Regions from separate parts of the Mus musculus genome. Here regions 2 and 3 are each linked to region 1. A link is a contact called in public HiCAR-type and HiChIP or PLAC-seq data. All regions are on one chromosome and are shown on one strand. The core of a region is the stretch at or near the end of the contact, and the rest is flanking DNA. Distances in the headings are between cores, read along the strand shown. Region 1 has its middle 51 kb from the start of Gm12724. Region 2 has its middle 31 kb from the start of Gm29922. Region 3 has its middle 53 kb from the start of Gm29922.

Region 1 (4,010 bases), core at 543-3,042:
GTAATTCCAAGGTGGTTGCAACCTGGGGTAGAAGGCTAGAGAAGAGGCAGGAACAACTCCCAGAGAGCCGTATGGGCCCGATTAAAGAAACTGGGCATCATGGCATGGTATGCATCCTAGGATCACTTTCAGTTTTAGACAGGTAGACATTGTAGCTCTTCAGAGTTAAGCAAATCCCTTTAAAATCTTCATCTGTAGACCCTAGATGGGTTTGTCTGAGTCTGGTATCAGAGACGATGGTGTAGTCAGGACAGACATGTGAGGAGAGAAAGACAGTAGGCCAGGAGCTCTGAATGAACAGCCCCCAGTGAGGACTGATTAGACATGGGGGTGGGGGTGGGGGTGGGGGTGGGGGTGGAGGAGCTGCCAAGGATCCCTTAGCCAAAAGTCTGAGGGTTTGATTGGCATCCTTATAACCCGCATGACAGTCACAACTCCCTACAAGTGACACTGACTTCCAAACACAAAGACCTGGTAAGGCCACACTGAACACCGATCCCTTTGTTAGTTCTATATTGTCTATATTGCAGGGCCCAGGAGGCATGCCAATGCTGCACCCAGTTTTACGCAATTTTTTTAGGAAAATGATTTTTCTATGACAGTGTCAATAAAAATAGCAACAACCACCTCCCCTCCCCAGTGTCAGTGGCTTAAAGTAACCAGCTTCTTTCTCTTAATCTTTTCACCTAACAGTTCAGTGTGGGTGTTCCTGGTGGGCGGGTAGCTTTCTGCCACATGGAGAGTCTGGGACTAAATCTCCTACTGTCTTGTGTATCTGTCACCTGTGGGGTTTGGGGTCTTTAGTATTTAGAGAAAAGATAGGAAAACCATAGATGATACACAGCTTTCCTGTGTCATCTGTTAATGACAACTGTCACTTGTACTTAAATTCCACAGTGAACACTAGCTCTACAGACCCACTGAGACCTAACAGGACCAGAGGACACAACTTCTAGTGGGTCAGCTGCTGTCTGTGACAGTTCTAGGTTCTATAAGGACAAGCATGGCTACCCAGTCTACCTTCCTCTGCGTCTAACAACCAGTATGTAACAGCTACACCCCGGGCACCCCTTTGAGATCCACAGTAGCCAAGTCACACTCCGGAATATGATAAACGAGGAAGAAAACATGAAGAAACACTTTGCTCACATTAGGTTGAACCATAAGGAATTGCTGTCTTGTGGAAAGACCTGCCAAATGTTGCCAATTTCTTGTGATTCAGCCCAATAATTCATCAGGGAAGTGCTTCCAAAAATGGTTTTCTTAGAACTCTGGCTCATAGCTGGGAGAATGCCTCATGCGCCTGGCTCTTTGGGGATCGTCAGAGATGTTTTAGTCATTATGCGATTTGAAAACTCCTCTATTCCAGAAAAATCCTGTGTTGTTTCATTCCTTTAATCAGTGATTTCCTAAGCAACCACGGTTTAATCAGTAGTTTCCAGGATAAATTGTGCCTAGAACTTATTCCTCCCCCACAAAAATACCTCTTCAATTCTTAGTTATTCTTTATTCTTCTGCCCCTGGGAAGCTTTACACAGAATATCAAGGGACTCCATTAGTAATTCCTCTTCGGCACTAGATTTTCTTTTGTAGAAGTTCATGTCAGGGATTTTGGGGAACATGACAAACATTTGCTGAACAAATGGCTTTGAAATAGTTCCTTTTCTCAGAACCTGAGACTCTTCATCTGCAAAATGAAGTTGGTGAATTAAGAAGTCCCATGTAGAGCAGTTAGGGAGAGGCTGCATCTGCGCTAGCATCCTCCTCCCATCAGCATCTTGGAGACTGGTGAAGCAACCACTTGCCACGTAGAGGACACCTCATCCCGGAGGCCACATGTGGGATTGCTTTGGTTCTCACGTGCAAACATGTTTAAGCCCAGCTTCTTGAGAGCTCGAAAGGATATTTGAGTCTGACAGAATTATTTTTATCTGTTCAAGAAGAAAGGAAATAAAGAGCAGCATCCTTGTGTTGACATGAAATAGATGTCCCGGGATTCTGAACTGGAGGTGGGAGGCGGCCTCGCTGGGTGTATATGGGGTTGAGTAAACGACAGGCTGCGAGGACCACATGGAACCACTTCTCCATGGTCTAATCTGAGAAGCTGAACACAGTGAGCTTGGAATCAGGTTATGCCTTTGGTTGGAGGACTGTCTCACTGGGGCCAGCGTGGCCTTTGGCAGAGCCATGGTCACATCTGTCCTCTCCCTGGCCTGACCTCCCTCTGGCAGACTCAGCTCCAGGTCTGGCAGAACCCCCAGAACGGATCTTTCTCCTGGCCCCCAGCAAAGCTGCTTACTGACTTCCAAACATGTGTGGCTGGTTTGGCCATCTGGGCCAGAGGCGCTCTGTGAGGTGTGCCTCATGGGGAAGGTCCTTCCTTTCCTTATTGCACACATTTAAAAGTTCTAGCCAAGCCCTGCCCCCTCCCATCCTTGTGCCAGACCCCTGCATCTAAGGCTCTTTGCAACAGGAGCAAAAGCAGCAGGGTACTTCTTTGAGGCTAGATACTGCTACGGACCTGGTACCTTGTATAGTGGGTGAGTGTGGCTTCCAAAGCCAGGAAGACCTGGATTGAATCCTGGCTTGGCTGTAGCCATTGAACCTTGGGTTGATAGTCTCAGGTGTCTGAAGGCCAGTTTCTTCTTCTGTATGTTGGGAGTGTTTATTGTTTAATTTGTTATACAACTACCACACATTCACCAAAGGAACTATTTTGACTGCCAGACATTAGAAACACAAACAGGAACTGCATGCAATTGGTACCTGCATCAAACAGACACTGTTTTCAAGAACACTATTTACAAGGCCCAGAGTAGATAATAAATATAGGGGCTATGGTGGTTTGAAAAAGTTTGGCCCTCACAGACTCATGTGTTTGAATGCTTGGCCCATAGGAAGGACACTATTTGGAGGTATGGCCTTTTTGGGGTAGGTGTGGTCCTGTTGGAGGAAGTGTGTCACAGTGAAGGTGGGATTTGATGTCTCCTATGCTCAAGCTATACCCAGTGTGCACCCAGTCTCCTCCTTGCTGCCTGTGGATCAAGATGTTGAATTTTCAGCTCCTTCTCCAGCACCATGTCTGCCTGCATGCTGCCATGTTCTCACCATGATGTGAATGAACTGAACCTCTGAAACTGTAAGTCAGCCTTAATTAAATGTTTTCCTTTGTAGAAGCTGCCATAGTCCTGATATCTCTTCACAGGAATGAAATTCTGAGTAAGACAGGGGTGTAGAAATAACTGGAGTTTTCAATCTCAATACATTGCTCAATTCCAGACCAGGGTATTAGCTCGCTGTGGGATGCTGAGAAAGGAGCTTGTGCTTTCTAGTCTTCTGTGAAATGGAGAGATTAAAAAAATATATAACATATATACATACATATATACATACATACACACACATATATGCAATCTCTGACATTCCATGATTATGTAAATTATCTAATTCAAAGATTAAAAAAATTACAAAATTACATTAGTAGAATTGATCATTTGAGTAGTCTAATTAAACTGAATTGGTACCATGGTACTTATAATTCTACCTGTACATTTTGTATTGAAGACACTGTGAGGGATCCTGTGTGTTTTCAGGAGAGAGATTCTGAGTATGACAACCAATAATTATGGTATTGTGATGGTTTGTATATTCTTTGGAGGTGTGACCTGGTTGGAATAAGTATGACCTGGTTGGAGTAGGTGTGTCACTGTGGGTGTGGGCTTAAGATCCTCACCCTAGTTGCCTAGAAGTCAGTCTTCTACTAGCAGCCTTTGGATGAAGATGTAGAACTCTCAGCTCTGCCTGAGCCATGTCTGTCTGGATACTGCCATGCTCTCACCTTGATGATAATGAATTGAACCTCTGGACCTGTAAGCCAACCCCAATTAAATGTTGTTTTTTTTTTAAGACTTGCCTTGGTCATGGTATCTGTTCACAGCAGTAAAACCCTAACTAAGACAGGCATCTAACCCCAGTTCTGCCATTTATTAGCTGTGTGGTGTTAAGCAGGA
Region 2 (4,010 bases), core at 903-3,402, 370 kb after region 1:
GCATTAAGCATTGCTATTCTTTAACTCTATAAGACAAATGCTTTAAGATTCTATACAAGTGAGAATATGGGCTATTTGTTTTCTGTACCTGGCTTATTTCACTTGGCTTTATTCTGGGATCACAAAGGTCTTCGTACCCACAGTTTACCAGGGGGAACAGGGAGGTTAAATATAAAGGATTGTCTTTTCAGAGGAAAAAATGTATAGCCTGTTTTCCACCCAGAAAGCTGGAATTAGAGGTGGTTAATAGCCTCGTGATCTGTGTTATCTGAAGGTCCAGGAAACATCAAGCTCCTACAACCAGAACTAGTTATATAGTAGTCTAGATGACCCTTACATTATCTGTTTAGCCAGGGGGCACCCCTACACTCCCATAATCAGGATTAGAGGTGGCTAATAACTCAAATGATCTCAACTTTATCTGTATGATCAAGACCATACCAGATCCTTCCCTAGGCATTTATGATGATACTTATAGCCTATCTCTAAAACCCTTCTTGAAAGAAATGACCCATACTTTGAATTGAGTTGAGGGACAATTATGTCTTCGCATGTGCCAGGGATTGCATTATACTAAGAAATATTTCCCCCCCAAATTGTGCTGTGTTTAAGTATGCTTGCAATACACAACCTGATGTCAGACTTGAGGAGTTTGAACCAGAGCAGACTAAGCCAGGCTGAACCGGGTATTCTTCTGCCTCTCACAGTTTGCTCCCCTGCTGGCCACAGAGCTTGCAGGGATCCCCACAGCTTTATGTCTTCTAGACTTATCCAAGAATTGCACATGGCAAACTTTTCTTTTTCAAAGCTGAGTTTTCAGGTAAAAATCTTTAGGAACTTTTTAAAAAAAATCTTTAAAAAAAGTTTTTCCTTCTATTTTTTAAAATTAAAATTCTAGCATTTCCCCCTTCCGTTTTCTTCCTCCAACCTCTTCCATATACCCATCCTTGCTCACCTTTAAATTCATGGCTCTTTTTCATCAATTGTTGTGTGTAAATTATGTTCTGCACTGGCTGTCAGTAATTTCTGAGACTGAAGATCTTGGAGTGTTTGCCCACTAACAGTAGTTATATTCTGCCCCCACAACCTTGCTAATTTTTCCAAATAAAACTACCTTGTGAGTTCCCCAATACCCTGAAAGGGGTGTCACAATTTTTCCTGCTGGAGTGAGTCTCTGTTTACATTTACTCCAGCCCATCCCTGTTGAACTCATGATGCTGAGGTTCATGATGGAAGGACCAAAAGACCACTATGAATGGTGGCATACAGTGGCAAGAGGTTTCTTGGGATCACTCCATGGTCAAACTACAACATGTTCATGTTAACGAACTGTAGCTTCTAGAGGTCACTAAGCCTTTGATGTGTAAGGGCTCAAAAGACTTTGGGGTCAGAGGATGAAGACCTAGGTTTCATCAATGCACAGATTTGCTCCTTTATATTTAAACGTCCCTGTCTGCTGAGTGTGTATGTTGCTAACAAGTGCCATATAGGATTGTGGGCTGGCCTTATAAAGCAACTTAGCAGGGCTTGGTGGATGAATATGGAAGTTTTCACCATTAAATTGTTTGTTTCTCTATGGGCTATTAAGTTAGGAATTACTGTCTTAGGAAGATAAAAATAATGTCCAATAGGTCACATCACATAGAACTCAAGTTTCCCTGATTGATATGGGGCGTGGGAAGGATTTCTTTTCTCAACATCTAGATTTATTGACTCCAGCCTGCATGCATGTGAAGGGAAACTGTAGATGTGTGCTCATTGTTCCAAACATGTGGAAGGTTTTGAGGCAATCTTCTTCCTTTGTATTCTTAAGGCTCCATATTTCTAGGTAGTGACTTTGTTATAACTACTCAGTACTTTGCTTTGTTCTTTTTAATGCCTTTGTACTCATGAAGAGAAGATTTGAATAAATGTATGCATGCCTGTCCCACTAAGTTTGAGACCATCTCATCCTGACCAGACCTGAGTTAACTCCCAAGGTGAAGGCAGCTGTTTTCCATCATCCTTTGTGCCTCCAAGTCTTTGACTGGGAATTCTATTGTGGTATAAATATCTGAGGAAAAGTGTTCATGATCTTCACTTCCCAGAACCATAAGAGCACCAATTGCGATCACTGTTGGTCCTGGGGGAACAATTTGTGTGTGAGCAACTGATTAGTCAGCTGCTCTGTCCATGTTTACATGAACTTCATGTCAGACAATGCCTCATATCCTATGAGGGGCCTTCCATCTCCATTTGGGGAGTTTCAAGAATTTGGTATCCCACAATAATCTGCCTTCTGCACATGAAAACAGTGGGTAATACTTTCCATCCTTCTCACCAATGAGCCAAAAACTCAAGGTGCAAATAGGATTAGAGTTTTAAGACAGATTCCATCACACTTCATGTAAATATCTTCTCTCCTTCCCCAGGAGAGGAGAACTTGACCCATAACAAAAGAGACTATTCTCTTAGCATCCAAACCTCTGTGACTTTCCAGGTTTAATAGGCTATTTGCCATCTCTAGCATCATTTATCAAACCTCTGCACAGAGCCTCGTGCTCCAATCCTTGTTAGTGGTATTTGTGTAAGACTAATCCAAATGATGGCCCTAAGAGAGGATGCCTCACCAATCAATCAACAACAGAACTTTCAAAATTCACTTAGCAACCACTAAAATGGGGAAAGATATACAATTGCTATGCTAAGAGAGAAAATACAATAAAAAACAATGTTCAATGAAACCCAGCAAAAGTAGAAAGTCAAAATGAAAGAAAGAAAGAAAGAAAGAGAGAGAGAGAGAGAGAGAGAGAGAGAGAGAGAGAGAGAGAGAGAGGGAGGGAGGGAGGGAGGGAGGGAGGGAGGGAGGGAGGAAGGAAGGAAGGAAGGAAGGAAGGAAGAAAAAAGCTAACAGAAAACAGTGAAATAGAATGTGGTAGATATTAACTCAATTGCCCATCATTTTCAATGGGAGTGGTCTAAATGTACCTGTTTATCTTGATTGAATATCACTGGCAAGGTTGCCTTTGGCTGTACTGTCCACACTAAATTTATCTCTTTCATTGAGCCTTATGCTTATAAATAAAAATCCCAAATCTATAACTTTAAACCTACCATTTCATGTAAAACTTATTCAAGTAGTAGTGAAGCATGATCAGATAAAACACATTCACACATGCACATGTGCACAGACAAACACACACACAGATGCAGACAGACAAACAGAATAAATTTAATTTTTATTTATTAAAATGAAAACATAGGTAGTCTAGTTTTCCATGGGAGAGAGTGGTCTCCTTTCAAAGAGTTGTTTACCCTGCTGTTGAGTAGTGACCATGGGTTTCTAACCGAGCAGGGTAAGCTCTGTTCTATAGGATTTCTCAAGTTTTCGAGTAGCGTAACTGAGAGAGGCCTGGCAACCATGCACTTAACAGAAACAAAGAATCTAGGGACAAACCTGGACACAACTAGACAGTATTGGAATGACTAATCTTTCTCCATCTCTGTTTCCAGTCTGAGTATTTATATTTAAAGTGGGCTTGTACACAATAGTTGGGTCGTTGTTGGTGTTGTTGTATCTACTTTGACAGTCTGATTTTAGTTGGCAGTTTCAGAGCATTTATGTTTAAAAAATTATTGACATTTATTCATTGGGTTATATATGCATGTGTGTGGTGTATAAAGATATATGTATGTGAGGTTGTGTTTATGTATATACATGTATACATGCCATTGAATGCATGTGGAAGTCAGACTGCAGTTTACAGGGGTAGGTTCTTTCCTTCTACCCTGTCTTGGGTCCTGGGAATTGAACTCAAGGTTGCCAAGATTGGTGGTAAACACCTTTACCCACTGAAGCTTCTTCTCAGGACAGATCTAGGGCACAGTATTCTGGGCTGGTAGGTTTGCATGTTCATTACATCTCAATATCTGAAATCCCTTGCTCTCTTCTTGCTTGTACCATTTCTAAAGAAAAATCTGTCCTTCTTCCTCTATGACACTTAGTCCCTTGCTAGGCATGTGGTCCTGGG
Region 3 (4,010 bases), core at 641-3,140, 290 kb after region 1:
CTGCCTACTGACGAGTGGTGTGGTCATTCACAGTATGTTCCCACAGGGCTTCTGAATCCCCCTGCCTGACTTCTCAGATCCTCCTGGTCTTGTGGTCTGATAGTCCATGAGTGCAGAAAGGCCTACAGACTCTTAGAGCAGAAGTATAAAACACTGAACAGATATCTTGAGAATATCTACTGAGAGATGGTGTCATGTCCCTGCCCCGTCTAAAAAGCGAGAGAAGAAAGACAATACAGTCTCATGGACTGTAAATTTTACTTGGCAAACATAAATTAGTGCTAAGACATATCAAAATGACCAAAAATCTTACAGACCTGAAGATGAGATTGGAATGATTTTTAGGTAAGCTATTTGTCCTAAAGCACCCCCCCCCCCCCGGCACAAGTCTTCTTTGGATAGAAGGCCAGAGGCACATGGTTATTTTCTTTTGACAACTGTCCAGTCACACATACTCTGAGAAGCTACTAAAAAAGAAGTTTGAGTAGGGCCCTGGAGAGTGAGCAGGAGCCCTCTGTGTCACAGGAGTCAGTCATAACTTTCTGAGAATAGTGAACTCAGAAAGATTTTGTTTGTTTGGTTTTTTTTAGTTCATGGTAGAAGAATGTAGAGGTTGGAAAGATGAGGCAGACAAAGAAATGCAGAGGCTTCTAAACTCAACCAGTAAGGTGTCAAGGATGTCAACTGATCCCAGGAATGTCCTCACAAGAACACAGATATAGGCTCAAGGCGTGAAGCAAAGCACAAGGAGTGGCAGATCACAGGTGTTTGGCCACATCTTCATGTAATTCGCTTATGATTTTGGGGTCTACTTGAGCCCCATGTCCTATCATCTTCCAGACTGTGAAACCCCAACATTATGGCCTGGTAGAGTAGACATTTGGTTTGTGATAACCCTCCAGCTCTCATGGTAATGTGGACATGGTTAAGGGGCCTAGCAAACACATAAGTAGATGCTCACAGTCAGCTATTGGATGGAGCACAGCGCCCCCAATGGAGGAGCTAGAGAAACTATCCAAGGAGCTAAAGAGATCTGCAACCCTGTAGGTGCAACAACATTATGAACTAACCAGTAGCCCGGCGCTCTTGACTCTAGCTGCATATGTATCAAAAGATGGCCTAGTCGGCCATCGCTGGAAAGAGAGGCCCATTGGACTTGCAAACTTTATATGCCCCAGTACAGGGGAATGCCAGGGCCAAAAAAATGGGAATGGGTGGGTAGGGAAGTGGAGGGGAGGGTATGGGGGACTTTTGGGATAGCATTGGAAATGTAATTGAGGAAAATATGTAATAATAAAAATATTAGAAAAAAAAACAGTAACAAGCCTGAGAGATAGAGATGGAGAGAAAGGGACAAGGGGGAGAATGGTTTGAAAGGAGTAGGCATGATACCCCCAGGGAGAAGTAGAGGCAAGTTCAGGAGCACTGGTCCAAGACAGATGAAGCCAATAGGAATGATAGAATCATTGAGTTACAATCTTGGGTGGGATAATAAGACACATTAAAATGTGTTGAGTGTGGAGAGGCTATTAGAAGTAGTATTTATGTTATTCAGAGAACAGCTGTAGACAGCATTTGGTGGTCAGAGGAACCTGCTAGTGGACATACCACTTGGTCTGTGATGAGGCTTGAAGGAATGAGAAAGGGATGTAGAAAAGCCATTGAGGGAAAAGGCCAAAATCCTGCAAATAATGCAACTTGGCTCCTGAGTTTGATTCACTATGGAGGAATTCACCCAAGGCCATTGGCCAACTGGAAGAGCCCAAAGGTCAAGGGCTGCACATTTTTTCATAGAGTTTCTCATTTATTTGAGCTTAAATGAGGCTAAATTCTTAGGGGAAATGAGCACATGCTAAGCATCTCCAAAACCAGGAGGCTTCATAGCCAGGAAACTACGTTGGTCCGATAGTAATACCAATGACTAATACAATACTCTTAGGTCTCCTGTGGTCTGAGTCCCAGGAATCCGAGCTGGCAACAACACAAATAGATGAAGGCAATTATGCAAGAGGTACCTCTGTGACTATCCCTAGAAAAATGATGAGAGGAGTTCCCACTGCAGTGGCCTTATCCACCTATTAGATAGATGTAAATTATCCTGTATGTGGTTAGTCTGGGCTACATCGTAACGATAGCTCTTTAACCACCAACCCCTCTTACTGGTTCTCCAAACACCTTGCTTTATCTTTTTGATTTACCTTTGCTGGGTCCAGACTCAGGACAAGTCATTTTGTAAGGATCCTATTGACCTTTTTAGTTCCAGATAGAAGTTTCTGCTACTGGAATGCTCCATCTTCCCTTGTTCTCCACAGCAACTGGGAATGCTTAATTGTCATAGTTGGGACCTTACAAAGAAACATGAATGGACTTGTTTTCCCCCCTTTATCTGACTGGACTTTCAAATAGAAAATTCAATATAATTGAGTTTGCAGATAGGAATTCCTAAGCTTCTACCACTGGGCCTTCTTGGCCAAAGGACGATCAGCCTATTGTGATAGGGAAATCATGGTGGCAGGAGCTTGAGACAGCTGGTTATATAGCATCCACAGTGACGAATGATGATGTTCAGCCAGCTTTTCCATTTTTATCCAGTCTAGGAATGCAACCCCATGGAATGGTGCAGACTACAGGAATAGTCTTCCCATTCAATTTACTTAATCTAGTTATTAATGGCTTTCAAGTATGCCCAGATCCTAGGTGATTCTAGATCTTGTCAGGTTGACAATCGATATTAACTATCACACTACAAAACGCGAGCTTGCTGGATATCTTAGAAAATGATCTCTTTGGTTGGCTTTTTTCCCCAATATCTTTTACAGGTGCAATATTAGAAGGAATATAAGTTACAGAGGTAAACACAAGTGGATTCAAATCCAAGGTCTACCAGTTGGTTTGTTCTTAATTCATTTAACATCTTTGAGATGACTTATTCTTTTACAAAATTCAGTGATTAATACTGATACTAGTGGGTTATTGTAAGGACTCGGGGGCCCAGTCTACATAAATCCAGCTCAGCTGGATGTCTCAACACTTACTATGTGCCATTTTGACACTAGTGCACATGGAGGATTCACTGCAAATTATTTTGAAAGTCAGGGAAAGTAGAAGTATGGTCTTGGGTAAATGTACCTTCTTCCTAGTTAGAAGATGAAGGAAGAGAGATGCAAATGGCTGGGCAATTCTGGTCTGCTCTGGATCTCTCAGGTACCTAGTAGGCTTAGTTCAGTCCATTTTAGAGTCAGTCAAAGCAAAGCAAAGCAAAGCAAAGCAAAGCAAAGCAAAGCAAAGCAAAGCAAAGCAAAGCAAAGCAAAGCAAAGCAAAGCAAAGCAAAACAAAACAAAATAAACAAAACCCCAATATCCAAAAGCATCTTTATAGAAAGGTAGATTCTTGAGGGCCATGAAAACTGGTTCCCCCCTGTGTTTGCCAAAGGAGACTTTGTTTTGTTTTGGACAAACTTGTGTGTGATCTGCTGCCCAGTAAAGCTGTTTCATTGATGCTCTTAGGAGTCTTCCAGAAGGACAAACTCTGTGATGCTGGTGATAGCCATGAACATCTGATGTGTGATTGCTCACTGAATCTTTAGAAAACCCCAGTAACAAAATACTGCTTATTTAACATGAGGGAAAATTGTAATCACAAATCTCTGCTGTTAGAATTCTTCAATGTAGTTATGTTCTAAAAAGTGGAATCCTTCCTATGATATCACACAATGGAAAGGTCCATCTTTTTTTTTTCTGAATGAAGACACTGATAATTACAATAATAAAAATTACAGTAATAAAAATTTAACATTAGTTTTGCTATTATTTGGCATTTCATAAGCAGATGTTCTCATAAGCAGTTATTTTGCCCCTAGGAAACATTTGGGTATGTTATAAAATCTATTGGCTTAGAGGGCAGAAATGCTGCTAAGTATCCTGTAATTCACAGGACAGTCTCCCACAACAAAGGGACTTATGGAGTTAATCATGTCAGTAGTGTGGAGGACAAGAAGCCCTTCAGTCAA

What was found. HiCAR-type assays count read pairs that join an accessible place to other places. HiChIP or PLAC-seq counts read pairs in DNA pulled down with a chosen protein or histone mark.
Region 2: a contact with region 1 is called in an H3K27ac HiChIP or PLAC-seq map of the NIH/3T3 cell line, with 5 times the contacts expected there. The contact joins two enhancer-like sites.
Region 3: a HiCAR-type map of fibro-adipogenic progenitors shows a contact between it and region 1, with 2.2 times the contacts expected there. The contact joins two enhancer-like sites. A contact is called at or near these places in 1 of 15 datasets of contacts at CTCF or cohesin (the NIH/3T3 cell line), 1 of 115 datasets of contacts at active chromatin or transcription factors (fibro-adipogenic progenitors) and 1 of 9 other capture datasets (embryonic stem cells).

What each region holds. Positions count from the first base shown.
Region 1 is chr4:106,184,128-106,188,137 of GRCm38.p6, reverse strand. No RefSeq gene overlaps it. Among named protein-coding and RNA genes, the nearest start is that of Gm12724, 51 kb to the left of the region's middle. Within about 2 kb of position 1,792, at least 45 of the 459 cell types and tissues checked have an H3K27ac peak or open chromatin away from gene starts, as enhancers often do. A contact at or near this core is called in the NIH/3T3 cell line and fibro-adipogenic progenitors, where this site is marked.
Region 2 is chr4:105,812,858-105,816,867 of GRCm38.p6, reverse strand. No RefSeq gene overlaps it. Among named protein-coding and RNA genes, the nearest start is that of Gm29922, 31 kb to the left of the region's middle. Within about 2 kb of position 2,152, at least 3 of the 459 cell types and tissues checked have an H3K27ac peak or open chromatin away from gene starts, as enhancers often do. A contact at or near this core is called in the NIH/3T3 cell line, where this site is marked.
Region 3 is chr4:105,896,236-105,900,245 of GRCm38.p6, reverse strand. No RefSeq gene overlaps it. Among named protein-coding and RNA genes, the nearest start is that of Gm29922, 53 kb to the right of the region's middle. Within about 2 kb of position 1,890, at least 19 of the 459 cell types and tissues checked have an H3K27ac peak or open chromatin away from gene starts, as enhancers often do. A contact at or near this core is called in the NIH/3T3 cell line and fibro-adipogenic progenitors, where this site is marked.